Regions from separate parts of the Zea mays genome. Here regions 1 and 2 are each linked to region 3. The links are chromatin contacts, called in public Hi-C maps. All regions are on one chromosome and are shown on one strand. The core of a region is the stretch at or near the end of the contact, and the rest is flanking DNA. Distances in the headings are between cores, read along the strand shown.

Region 1 (3,857 bases), core at 887-3,386, 510 kb before region 3:
AGTCACCGTTGGAGAGGACACGCCGGCGCCGGGGACGCCCGGGAGTGCTGGACAGACAGGCAGGCAGTTAGCTGTCACTCGCTCATCCTCCACTCCGGCGGCCCTCGCTCACTCAAGTCTGCAGCAGCTTCTGCCAGTGGCCAGCTAGCTGGCTGGCTGGCAGCCATCCTGGCCATATATAATTCCTCTTCGTCCTTCCCTTGCCTTTGCCCATCCATCCACTGCCTACGTACGGTACGGGCAGTCAAGAGAATCCTAAACAGGGAGTGTAGCTCAGGACTGGTCCACTACAGGACGAGCACAAAACAAAAAATCTCCATCTAACAAACTAGGAGATGAGCTCAGCTCCTGGTAGACCATTCTAGTGTATCCTGTACGTCTCTACCATCTAACAAACTTTCCCATCTAACAAAAATCTCCATCTACCAAACTTGAAGCCTCTGTCTCTTATCACTGATTCCTCCTCTGTTTCACTCCTTTTTCTCGTCTCTGTACAAGAACAATACGACAATTTCTAGGATGTCTGTTACTGATTACTGGTTACCACCAGCATCAAGGAAAGAAGGATCCTTTGCTCTGCAGTTTATTCAGGTAGCATCTTACCTCCAAAGTGGCAGGCAGGCAGACAACAGACAAAGTTCTCTTCGTCTTCGTCTCTGCTTGCTTGCTTGGAGACCCAAAAATTCAAAAAAAAAGAAGGGGAAGAAGAATAAAAGATAGAGAAACGGCTAGATTAACAAAGGGTATGATATTGTCATGAGCTAAAAAGCCGATGGTTGGAGCTGTTCACTTGCCGCACCACACGGCCTCCGTATGGTTCAAGGCCACGCCGTTCTTGCTGGTTCATTACTACTTCATACACGCGCTGGCCGCCGCGGATCGATCGGCGGTTCGTTTTCTTTTGTATCTTCCACGCCTGCTGCTGCCGCTGTGTGCATGCGCGCTGAAACTACTCGATCTTGGCCATACCCATCATACGCTTGCTCACGGCGTGCACGGCGGCGCCGTCGGTGCGCGGATCGAGCCCCGACCCGGACATGTAGTTCCGTACCTCGATCCGGATCATCTCCTGCATCAACAACAGGAACTCCGAGCTGAACGGCGCTGCTGCCGGCTGCTGCGACGTGAGGTTCGTCGCGGCCGCCTGCAGCTGGAACGGCAAGCTCGGTTGGGCTTGTGGTGGCGGCATCTGAGGTGGAGCAGGCTGCTGCTGCTGTATCTGAAGAGGAGGTTGAGGCGGTGCCGGTGCCGGCGTCAGAACCGCTTGGGATGCTTCGGGCTTCTGGCCGTCCAGCCCGGGCAGGGAGAGGGACAGTGATAAGGAGGTCGCCGGAGGCTGTGGCGGCGGCGGCGGCGCAAGAGGCGCCACCGGTAGCATGACCACGCCGCCCGCGCGCGGCACGGGGCGGTACACGTGCTGCTGCTGCTGGTGGGAGGTGACGGCGGCAGCAGAAGCGGCTGACGGCATGACGGAGGGAAGGCTGTGGTTGCTAGAGTCGCTGAGGTCGGACCCGGATGGGCTTCCGGGGCTGAAGCAGAGCCCTGGGTGGCCGTCGCTGCTTGTGCGCTTCAGCGGGCGCTCGTCGTCAGCGTCAGCAACAACAGCGTCGCTGGCGGCGTAGTACTTGCGCTTTAGCGTGGAGTTCCAGTGGTTCTTGATGGCGTTGTCGGTGCGGCCGGAGAGGAGGCGCGCGATGGTGGCCCACTTGTTGCCGAACCTGGCGTGCGCGCGGAGGATGGTGTCGTCCTCCTCGGCCGTGAAGGGCCGGTGCTCCACCTGCGGCGACAGCTGGTTGCACCACCGGAGGCGGCACGACTTGCCGGAGCGGCCCGGGATGGACCGGCTGATGAGGGACCAGTTGCGGGCGCCGTGGCGGGCCACCAGGCGCTGCAGGGCCTCGTCCTCCTCGGGGCTCCAGGGGCCCTTGATCCGGTCCACGTCCGACTTGCCGCCGCTGCCACGGCAGGACGGAGAAGACGACGCCATGCTTTACTCAAGACTAGTTCTGAGTATTGGGGCGCGTGGCCTAGTCCGTCGATCTATGATGATATGAGCTTGGATGGAAGCGAACGCTGGGGGTGGGAAGAAGAGTAAACGAAGAGAGAGTTAGGAGTGGGAACTGGCAAGTGAAGGTTGCGGAGAGGCAGGGGAGGGGAATATATAAAGGGATGGAGCAATCTATAGATGTATTGGCATGACCGCTCGGTCCCAAGCATAATTTTTTAGTTTGATCTAAGCACGGTCTGATCCAATATTGTACGATGTCAGGCTCATACCTTGATATTTTCTTAGTTTCAAAATAAAATTCGCTTTACCTTTTTAATAGTAGAGTTATACAATAGTTAATATATATGTTCTATATATATCTAAATTTATTATCATCTATATAAATATAGACATAAAATTATAGAGCTAAAACGCCTGCTAATTTCAATCGGAGGGAGTAGCATTGTTCGGTTAAGCTTTTTTCTAATGAGTTTTGCTAAGATGTAGCTATGGAAAAAATCTGAGTATGGCTGAAGGAAAATTTTAAGCATCGTACGGAGGGAGACAACGAGTCTATAGCGTTCAAATTGAGAAGTGACAAATTCTTTTTATCACGACGATTTTTACTAAAGGGATTTTTTTAGAAGCAAATTAAAAAACTAGACATTTGAAGTTCCGTAACAGCTGGCGGCCAGAATTTGCCTTTAAGTTGAATCAAACACGCACATAGTGACTGCAGCACTATTTTTTTTGAAAAGGAAATAACTTATTCCAGCCTCTGCATGTCAGTATGCAACGTGAGACTGTAATCCATACTACTCAGCTCTAAAATGATTTAATGAAGCATAACTTAGATTGCACTTAGATATTATTATCATGAATTAAGTTATCTTTTAATTGTTTTTATAAATTATATGATTTTATTAATAAAGGTCGTGCACTTAGCGCTAGTATGGGCTAATGATAGTTGGTAATAGTATGTGACGGTCGATATAGATACGTAGCACTGAAACCCACATCATGACAAATTTAGATATTATTATTATATTTATGATAGACAAATTACACTCCCTCCATCATCTAATATATGTACTCGAATATAAGACATTAGTCTGGTTCCAGTGCAACCAATTCTTATCGACCACCACGTCAGATATCAACCACACTACCGGCCATACTATCAACTATCGTTAGCTCTGATCTATCGTAGTGCTCTAGTTTAGAGCCTTTACATCGTCCTACAGCCACTTCAGTATCATACCAACTTTTCTTTTACTAACTTTTATTTAAAATAAAACATGGCATTTTACTAAAATAAAAATGTATCCGAACCAGGGAAAACTTTCTCGGCGAGAAATTTCGAGAAAATCGAAAATCGCATTTCTCGCTAGGGCCCGATTATTTCTCTTACCGCTCAAATTTTTCGGCTGTTTTAAATTCAGCCGGCCCAATCCAGTTCGTATGTATTTTGGCTGTGAATAAAAGCCCAAAATACTACTCATATATAAATTTGGAACCCTAAAACATCTACAGCCGTCACCTGCTAGCCAGCCGCCGCCGTTCAGATTTTTTCACTGGCTTCTCTGTTGTTCTAGTTTTCTTCACGGGCAGGCTGCAGCTCTGTAGATTTTCTCCATCCCGCCAGCAGCCCAGCACAACCGCTCGTCAGATTTGCTGCTAGCTTCTCCCGTGGCTGTTCTTCAAGAGTCCGACGCCCACGAGCTTCCACCCTCTGACTCCCATGCTGCCCGCACTACCATCTCGTGTGAAGGAAGAGCTGTGCCCGAGAAAGTTCTGCAGATGTGTTGCTGGCCTGCTGTGCACCAGTTCTTCACGTGGCGGCTCTCCAAAAGACAGGTACAATACTATT
Region 2 (3,825 bases), core at 498-2,997, 490 kb after region 3:
GCACACCGGACAGTCCGGTGCGCCAGACCAGGGGTGCCTTCGGTTGCCCCTTTGCTCCTTTATTGAATCCAAAACTTGGTCTTTTTATTGGCTGAGGGTGAACCTTTTACACCTGTATAATCTACACACTTGGGCAAACTAGTTAGTCCAATTATTTGTGTTGGGCAATTCAACCACCAAAATTATTTAGGAACTAGGTGTAAGCCTAATTCCCTTTCAAGAACCACAGTAGGGGCCCTTCGATCGATAAGGAGCTAACCCGCCAAGGCTAACGAAAGGCAAAAGCCACAAGAACGCCCATCGCTAGGCGAGGGCCACACGGTCGCTCCCCTAGGTGAAGACCGTGCAAATGTGAAGGCTTCAAGACGATGTCTAGGACTTAGCCACTGTGGACAGTCACTCAATTAATCTAGGCTCACTTGCCAGCGACTAAGGAGGGTGCCGATTTTGGTGAAATTGGGATAGTTGTACTTGTAGTCCTGTAATTACCCCCTTGTACAATGCATGTTGGGAATATAGTTGGTGGCCGGGGGTAAAATGTACTTATGTCCACCAATCCCCGGTTGCGCCTATAAATACACACGTCCTTAGCTAGATGGAACACGCTTGATAAGACATTTGCGCTCCCTGCTTACTGTTTTGTCATGTCATCCGTCTTTCTACTCCCGAGTGTTTGGGCCTACATATTTCTATCCCAACACTAAACTTTCAAGGTTGAGATTTACCTCGTACATTTGTTCACTCAGGTTAAAGTCTAAGTCTGTCTCCAACAAAGACTGTAAATAGTCCGTTATCATAAATTTAGCGTTCGTCAAGGTTTGTATCACGTCCAACAACAATCTGTAAAGTGTGCGCCAAAGTTTACACCAAAGTATCGGAGCTCTCGCATGTCCTCCAAATGTACCTATGCGCTCTGTAAACTAGATGCTACACTGTGATGTCAAAAAAACAAGACTACATCTAATACGAGGCAAGAGAAAAGAGAGGAGCAACGAGACTATCAGACGAATTCTATTAATATGGTGGAAAAATATAAGGATGTAATTTAGAGAACATTGCTGGAGATAGTTAAGATATAGAGGATAAAATCTTTTAGAGTAAGCTGTAAATAACAAAATATTCTTTTAGGGGACGAAATTTAGAGGACGTTGCTGAATACATCCTAACAAGATATATGTTGATTATGTCAAAATAGACAAGGTTAATATTATACTTTACTATTCATATTGTTATACTCTTTGTTTTATGTTATGCTTTCATGTGGGTGTCTTAGCCACGTCAGTGACCTCGAGAACTGCCCGCCCAAGTCGGACTCCTAGTTCACTATCTAGGGTGATGATAAGGTTTTTTCGTGTAGAAGAACGACATGTAGAAGAACGACATCGAGATAAACACCTCTCCTCATACACAGAGCCTTTGTCTTCCTCCCTGCATATGTTATGTTTATTATGGCATCGACATGTTGTAATTATTGTTTGGCAGATACAAAATCATAAACACATCATCTTATAATTATATTGCATTACTGTTTTGTGTCAATTTTAAGCTGTCTTTGTAAGGTACGGACACCATAATAACAATATAAATCACGAGTTTAGGTTAAATTTAGGAAGAGAAATCTTGCCTATAAGTATAACCACTGTAGTTTATATTGTTTTTTTTTGTTGTAGAAAGAAACCGTAGTACGACTAATCTGTAGCAGCAGAATGACTACAAGCATTACGGTCCTCATCCATTCGACTATTCCTATTCGAGTGAAAGCGGCCCCCAATTTCTACTGTAAGCAGCAATGGCGCTCTCCTGTTACTTGCTCGCCGGCGCCCGGGCGGCAGCCTCCCCTTCCTTCTCATCCTCCGCTGCCATCCGCCGGCGGGACCACCGTCTGCTGACCTTGTCCGTGGTTCCGCTTTCGCTCTCTCAGCGATGTCGCCACGGCCTCCGCGTGTGCTGCGCCTCCTCCACCTCTTCCTCATCTCCGCCGCCGGCAACTCCCGAGGAGCCCGACGACTACGAGGTACCTGCACTTCTTATTCTTCGTGACTTCCTTTCTTCTACAAGCTAATGCGTGAGAAAACTCGTGCGGTGTTTCATTACCACAAGCACGACTGTGGGGTCGGCATCTAATTTGTTTGTTCCCATTCGTTGATAAGGTTGTTACTGTTAACTTGCACCCTTCGTCTGTATTTCATACCTTATATGCAACATAATCCAAGCCTGTATTAATGTATGTCGTGTCTTAGTATTTGCTGTTCTGCATAGGCAAAAGCTGCGTTCGGTAAATTTATATTTGATTGTTTTTATTTTGTTGCATGTAGTCACCTCTACGTTTTAGTAAGGTCACGTATTTGTAGTAGAGGCTATATATACGTGAGACCATTTCATTTTTTCTGTTCACGGGTTCGTGCAAATCTGCATTTCCCTAGAAGGACTAAATTTGATGTACTGCCTCTGTTCTAAAACTATAAGTCCCAAATTTATATAATCAAATAATAAAATTTATGATACCAAATAAACATCATTAGATTCTTCATTAATTATTTTTTATAGTATACCTATTTGATGTCATAAATCTTTATAATTCTCTATAATTTTGGTTAAACTTGAGATGCTTTGACTCTCAAAAGCTAATGCTAATGCTACATTAGGTCTCTTTTCAGCATTGTAGAAGACTGCATAAATGCCTTTGTGGGCAACCAAACATGAACAATCTACATTGCAAAGTCTAGAGCAGGCAACCAAACAGGCCCTTAAAATATATTTTATTGTCATACACCATTGCTGCTGATTCCTATCTATGCAGTTGCTGATGCTTTTTTCCTTTCACAAAAATTTCAGTTATTGGACACAGCTGGGAATTGTGACCCTCTATGCTCGGCTGATGAAGTTAGCTCACAATACTTTGAAGCTAACTACAAACCAAAAAATGACCTTCTAAAAGCTTTAACTATCATTGGCACAGCCTTGACTGGAGCAGCCGCAATAAACCATTCCTGGGTTGCTGCTAATCAGGTCAGCTGGTTTGTTGCATCTGTCCAAAAGTTCCCTTATTTATCATTTTAACTATGTAGTCTGGCTCTTTCTGTTTGTTATGCACACAACAAGGATCATTATAGCAAGCATCATTCAAATACTTCCTTCTGCAGGACATTGCAATGGTGTTGGTTTTTGCTATTGGCTATGCAGGTATCGTTTTTGAGGAATCACTAGCATTTAACAAAAGTGGAGTTGCGTTATTGATGGCTGTCTGCCTATGGGTTATCAGAGGCATTGGGGTAAGCTATTTTCTGAAATCAACTCAAGACTTCAGCGACTATTTTCAAAATTTAATCTGTGAACCATACATTTAAAAGCTTGCTTGAGTATCTTAGTTGTATTTTATTGTTGATTATTATTGTTGAGAGTCGAGGCACATATCTAAAGAAAATTATATTACGTCCGTGATCTTAGTTGGTATCAAAATTCATTTTGCCACTTAGATTGCTGCAGATTAGAAATTATTCAAGAAGTTATTTCCATTTTATGGAAGCTGCATGAAAATAGCTTATTTAGTAATTAAGATCTATAATAGCTCTGATTTTTTTTTCAGCTGTGACAGTTAAAGAGGTCTATCAGTCTAGTATAACTTTCACAACCTTATCGTGAAGAGAGTTGGAATAAGATGCTTAGCTGCAATACATGAGCAGTGCTGGTTTCACGGTCTGATGGGTCCTTAAATAGTTAAATGATTCAGAATAAATAATGTTGCCAGCACCTTTCCTTTTTGAAACTAAGCTCAAGAAAGTTACCTTTTCCCTAGAGTTATCAAATTGAAAAGTAAGCCTGGAA
Region 3 (3,905 bases), core at 292-2,791:
GCTCAAAAGATGAAATTTCATAATCAAAACATCATTGAACTGGAATTAGCAAGATATGTTTGCAAAATATTAGCATTGAGAACAATGAGAAGTTCTCCATCCAAGAAGGATTAATTGCGATTAGTCGGACGACTTAGGCGATTAATCGTGATTGGTCCAAACCGACTTGGACGATTAATCGTGATTAATCAGACGACTTGAAAACAGCGCTACCAACAGTATGTACAGAACGCTTAAGTATGATCAAAGAGAAAATACAAGTAATTAATAACTGGACTGAGTGCAGGATGCGTACACTACTTTTGGTGAAGTACAGAGATGAACCATTTGCCAAAATGTGTATTCAATATCCATTTGTTGCCACTGCCAATGAGGAATAAAATTAGATTACTTTCCAGATGATCATATGTCACACATAAAAGGTGTGGAGCTTAAACATTACTGTGAGCTTTGATATATTCAGCAACAATACCAGAATAGTTGTACAAAAACTAGGTTGAAAAGGATTTTCCTTTTCTCATCCGGGAAATATTTGTTTTCTCCCCTTTTTATATGGAGATCACAAGCACAGAAAGTTGTAAGAACTCTTTTTACCGCATTGACTATCATTCAGAGTTCATCCAAGGTGCTTTCATACCACCAAAGATCCAAGTATAACAATAGTTGGAATATTGGGCTAAACAAATGACTGGTTTGGCAACACAAACTGTTGAAAATGGATCAAAATGCTCCGAGTTGTCACATTGGCTACACAATCACATAACATCCGAGACCGATGACTGGAATTTAGCACTTTGAAGTATTGAATCCAATCAAGAAGCGCTGCAAGCATTGGTGATCTCTAAACCAATAGGGTCCACTGACTCGAATGATGCACCAAGGAGACTCAATAAGAGACTGCAAGGCGATATTAACAAACACTATACAGCCGCAGGTTTAGCTCATTGATGCAAAAGAACGCATAAGCTCAAGCCAGGCTAATAAGGGACAGGCATTACACTGCTGGAGGCCTAGAGCCTAACAACCCCAAACCAAATCCTTGAACTATACACTTAATGGATCCTCGGCTACACGAGCCCGCATTCAGTCAGGAACCAAAACCCTAAGGTTCACCGTCACATTCCTCCCAGAGCGGGCGCTGGGAACGCGACGCCAGATTGACAGGCGGCACGAGCAGATGAGAGGATGCCAGAGAGACGTGAGTGGATCCGTTATTCAGCAAAAGCGAGGCACGGACGAGGTTTACAGACCTTGACGATGCGGCGGAGGTAGGGACCGAAGAGCGGCGGGGCGGAGCGGGAGGCCCCGCGCCCCTTGGACGCGGTCGTCGGCAGCATCTTTGCCACCTCCCTTTGCCTTAGCTACTCCTCTAGTCTGCTCAGGGATTGCTGAGGCTCCGGCGCCTTGTCCGATCTGACGACGGTGGCTTCACAGTCGCAGCGGGGACGCGAGATCTAGCTCGCTGCCCGTTTGCCTCTTCTGCGTTACTGCTACCGGAGAGAAGGAGGTGGCTGTGGGAGTGGCCCACTTCAACTATCTGCTTCGTGCCTGGTTTTGGGCCATGTTGTCCGGCCCATGTATATATAACTCTCGGTCCCAAATTAAAATTTATTTTAGAAAATTAATAGATTCATACCATAGTTAATATATATATTTTATATATGTCTAAATTTATTATCTTTTATTTAAACTAGGTGAGTACTCGTATGTTGCAACGGGAACATATAATATCATGATAATTTATATACAAAATGTGTCTTATATTGTTATAAAAAATATTTCATAATCCATTTGTGATCTTAGCCATACATAAAATTTGTTATTTTAATTTAGCTATTTCACTACTACATTGCAACCATCAGTGTCATGCAGATTTCGATATATGTCACGATTTGCATGGTCTCATCATTGGAGAGCACGTGCCACACCTGCCGGTAGAAGTTCTGTTGTACATCGTTAGTCATCAGGCACGCACCACCATACACGCTTGCTTAAACAAAAAAGGCAAGTGTGTGTTTGCGAAGAGAATTAAAGGCAGACCGACACAAAAGCTACCCCGACGATGGCGAGTGGTCATTGTTGTCGGTCCTCCTCTGCGTCACCTCCGGCGCCGAGATGATGCCATAATCCTTGATATAGTAGTCGTCGAACGCGCGCGACATGGTAAGTATGGATGACTCTTGGTTGGGCTGCCAAATGAAGTGCACCCCGGGCTCATCCGTGAGGTAGTACATCTGGTCGTTGCGCAACAGGATGTGCTACTCCTCTATATACATCTTGTTCGAGGACACTCACACAATAGCAGCAATGGCCGTCATCCCAGCGCACAAGAATTCATGGTCGGTCAGTAGCGACTTACGTGGCAGGTTGGGCTTCAGGTGGATGATGAGCTGGACGGCGTGACAGCGTCGTCATCGGTTGCAGTGCCTAGAACAACCCGAGAGTCGTCGGCATTGGCAACGACCATGAGGTCCCCCTGTTTGACGATGGATAGCACGGTGCAGCCGCTCTGGACCATGTCCAAGCAGCGGCTGCGCCGGAGCTTGTCATACACAGCGACGCATGCGGTCACGTAGGTATGCTTCCAGAGGTCGAACTGGCAGTCGCCAAGCTTCTTCTCGTCGTCGATGAGCGATGCCAACGCGAGCGCCTCGTGCTAGTGTTGTTTGTTTGGGGTTTCTAAGTAAGAAACATGGATTCATCTTTGGCATTGGTTTATGAAAATGACTCATAAGTCAGATCCATGGAAAAATATTACAGAAAATAAATGTCACACATGCAAAAAAAAAGGAATTTAAGTTGAAAATATTATTCAAACAAAAGAAATTGCATGCAAGGCTCTTCTTTGAATACTATCCCCTCAATCTAAAAATATAATTTAATAATCTCGGTGATACTTATCTACTACTACACATTGTGCTAGGGTAGCAGATGGGCTTCGGGAGAGATGTAGTATATGTTTTTACTATAATAGATGTACATAAATACACGTGTGATGAAGTGGTTACTACGAGCACATTTTCTTGAGGGGTTGCGGGTTCGAATCCCCTTGGGGTCATTTGTGTTTTTTTAATTTAATTTTACTTAGGCGTGGGATGTACGTGGGAATGAGAATGTGATTTGTGGGGAGGGGGGGAATCGGAAAGGCAGAACAGAGAATGGTGAGAATGGACTGTGCGGGGAGGAGGGAATCGGAAAGACAGAACAGGGAATGGCAGCCTATCGGAAAGGCAGAACAGGGAATGACAGTCTACCCCTTACTGTCTTAATAAGACATTAATATTCGGCATCTATCGCCGTGCCTACAACTTGTTTGACACGGCTTAACTAGAGGTTATACCAAATATTATTCTTCTATAACAACTTATCAGTTCAGTTGATTTGTATATATAATCCCACCACTGTTAAATACTCTCGGTCCCAAATTAAAATTCATTTTAGAAAATTAATAAATTCATACCATACTTAATATATGTATTTTATATGTGTTTAGATTCATCATCTTCTACTTGAATATAGACAAAAAAGCAAAGGCTAAAGCGACTTCTATCATAGAACAAGCGAAGTAATATTCAGCATCTATCACCGTGCATACTTGTTTGACACGGCTTAAGTAGAAGTTATACTAAATATTATTCTTCTACAACAACTATCAGTTCAGTTGATTCATAGAATAAACTAAAAAAAGATAATAAATAGAAGCTATTTTTTACCGACTTCTAAAATAAATTGCTTTTCCAAATAGCAGAAGCACAGACTAAGGTATTTATTTTTGGCCACTTACTCGTCATAGGAGGCAGTGAAAAGGGCTCTATTTGTACTTCTAAATTATTGCTTGCATGTGTTGCGACACTGATTTTTTTTTTTGTAAACTCATCGTGAGAGGGCATAAATGGCACGTGCAT

The links. A called contact is a pair of places that touch in the nucleus more often than the background predicts.
Region 1: a Hi-C map of endosperm shows a contact between it and region 3, with 2.4 times the contacts expected there. The contact joins the promoter of LOC100284969 here to the promoter of LOC100280372 in region 3. A contact is called at or near these places in 8 of 25 Hi-C or Micro-C datasets (bundle sheath, ear, endosperm and 2 more).
Region 2: a contact with region 3 is called in a Hi-C map of ear, with 4 times the contacts expected there. The contact joins the promoter of LOC100281120 here to the promoter of LOC100280372 in region 3. A contact is called at or near these places in 4 of 25 Hi-C or Micro-C datasets (ear, leaf, root tip and 1 more).

What each region holds. Positions count from the first base shown.
Region 1 is chr7:52,718,807-52,722,663 of Zm-B73-REFERENCE-NAM-5.0, reverse strand. LOC100284969 (sucrose responsive element binding protein) reads right to left here and starts at 2,136. Exons shown (of 1, transcript NM_001157864.2): 1 at 1-2,136. The coding sequence starts at 1,987. The coding sequence ends at 950. LOC103632369 reads left to right here and starts at 3,533. Exons shown (of 4, transcript XM_035960916.1): 1 at 3,533-3,844.
Region 2 is chr7:51,721,110-51,724,934 of Zm-B73-REFERENCE-NAM-5.0, reverse strand. It overlaps LOC100281120, which reads left to right and starts at 1,747. Exons shown (of 10, transcript NM_001154039.2): 1 at 1,747-2,014; 2 at 2,836-3,009; 3 at 3,144-3,272. The coding sequence starts at 1,790.
Region 3 is chr7:52,207,272-52,211,176 of Zm-B73-REFERENCE-NAM-5.0, reverse strand. LOC100280372 reads right to left here and starts at 1,541. Exons shown (of 10, transcript NM_001361065.1): 1 at 1,251-1,541; 2 at 296-363. The coding sequence starts at 1,337.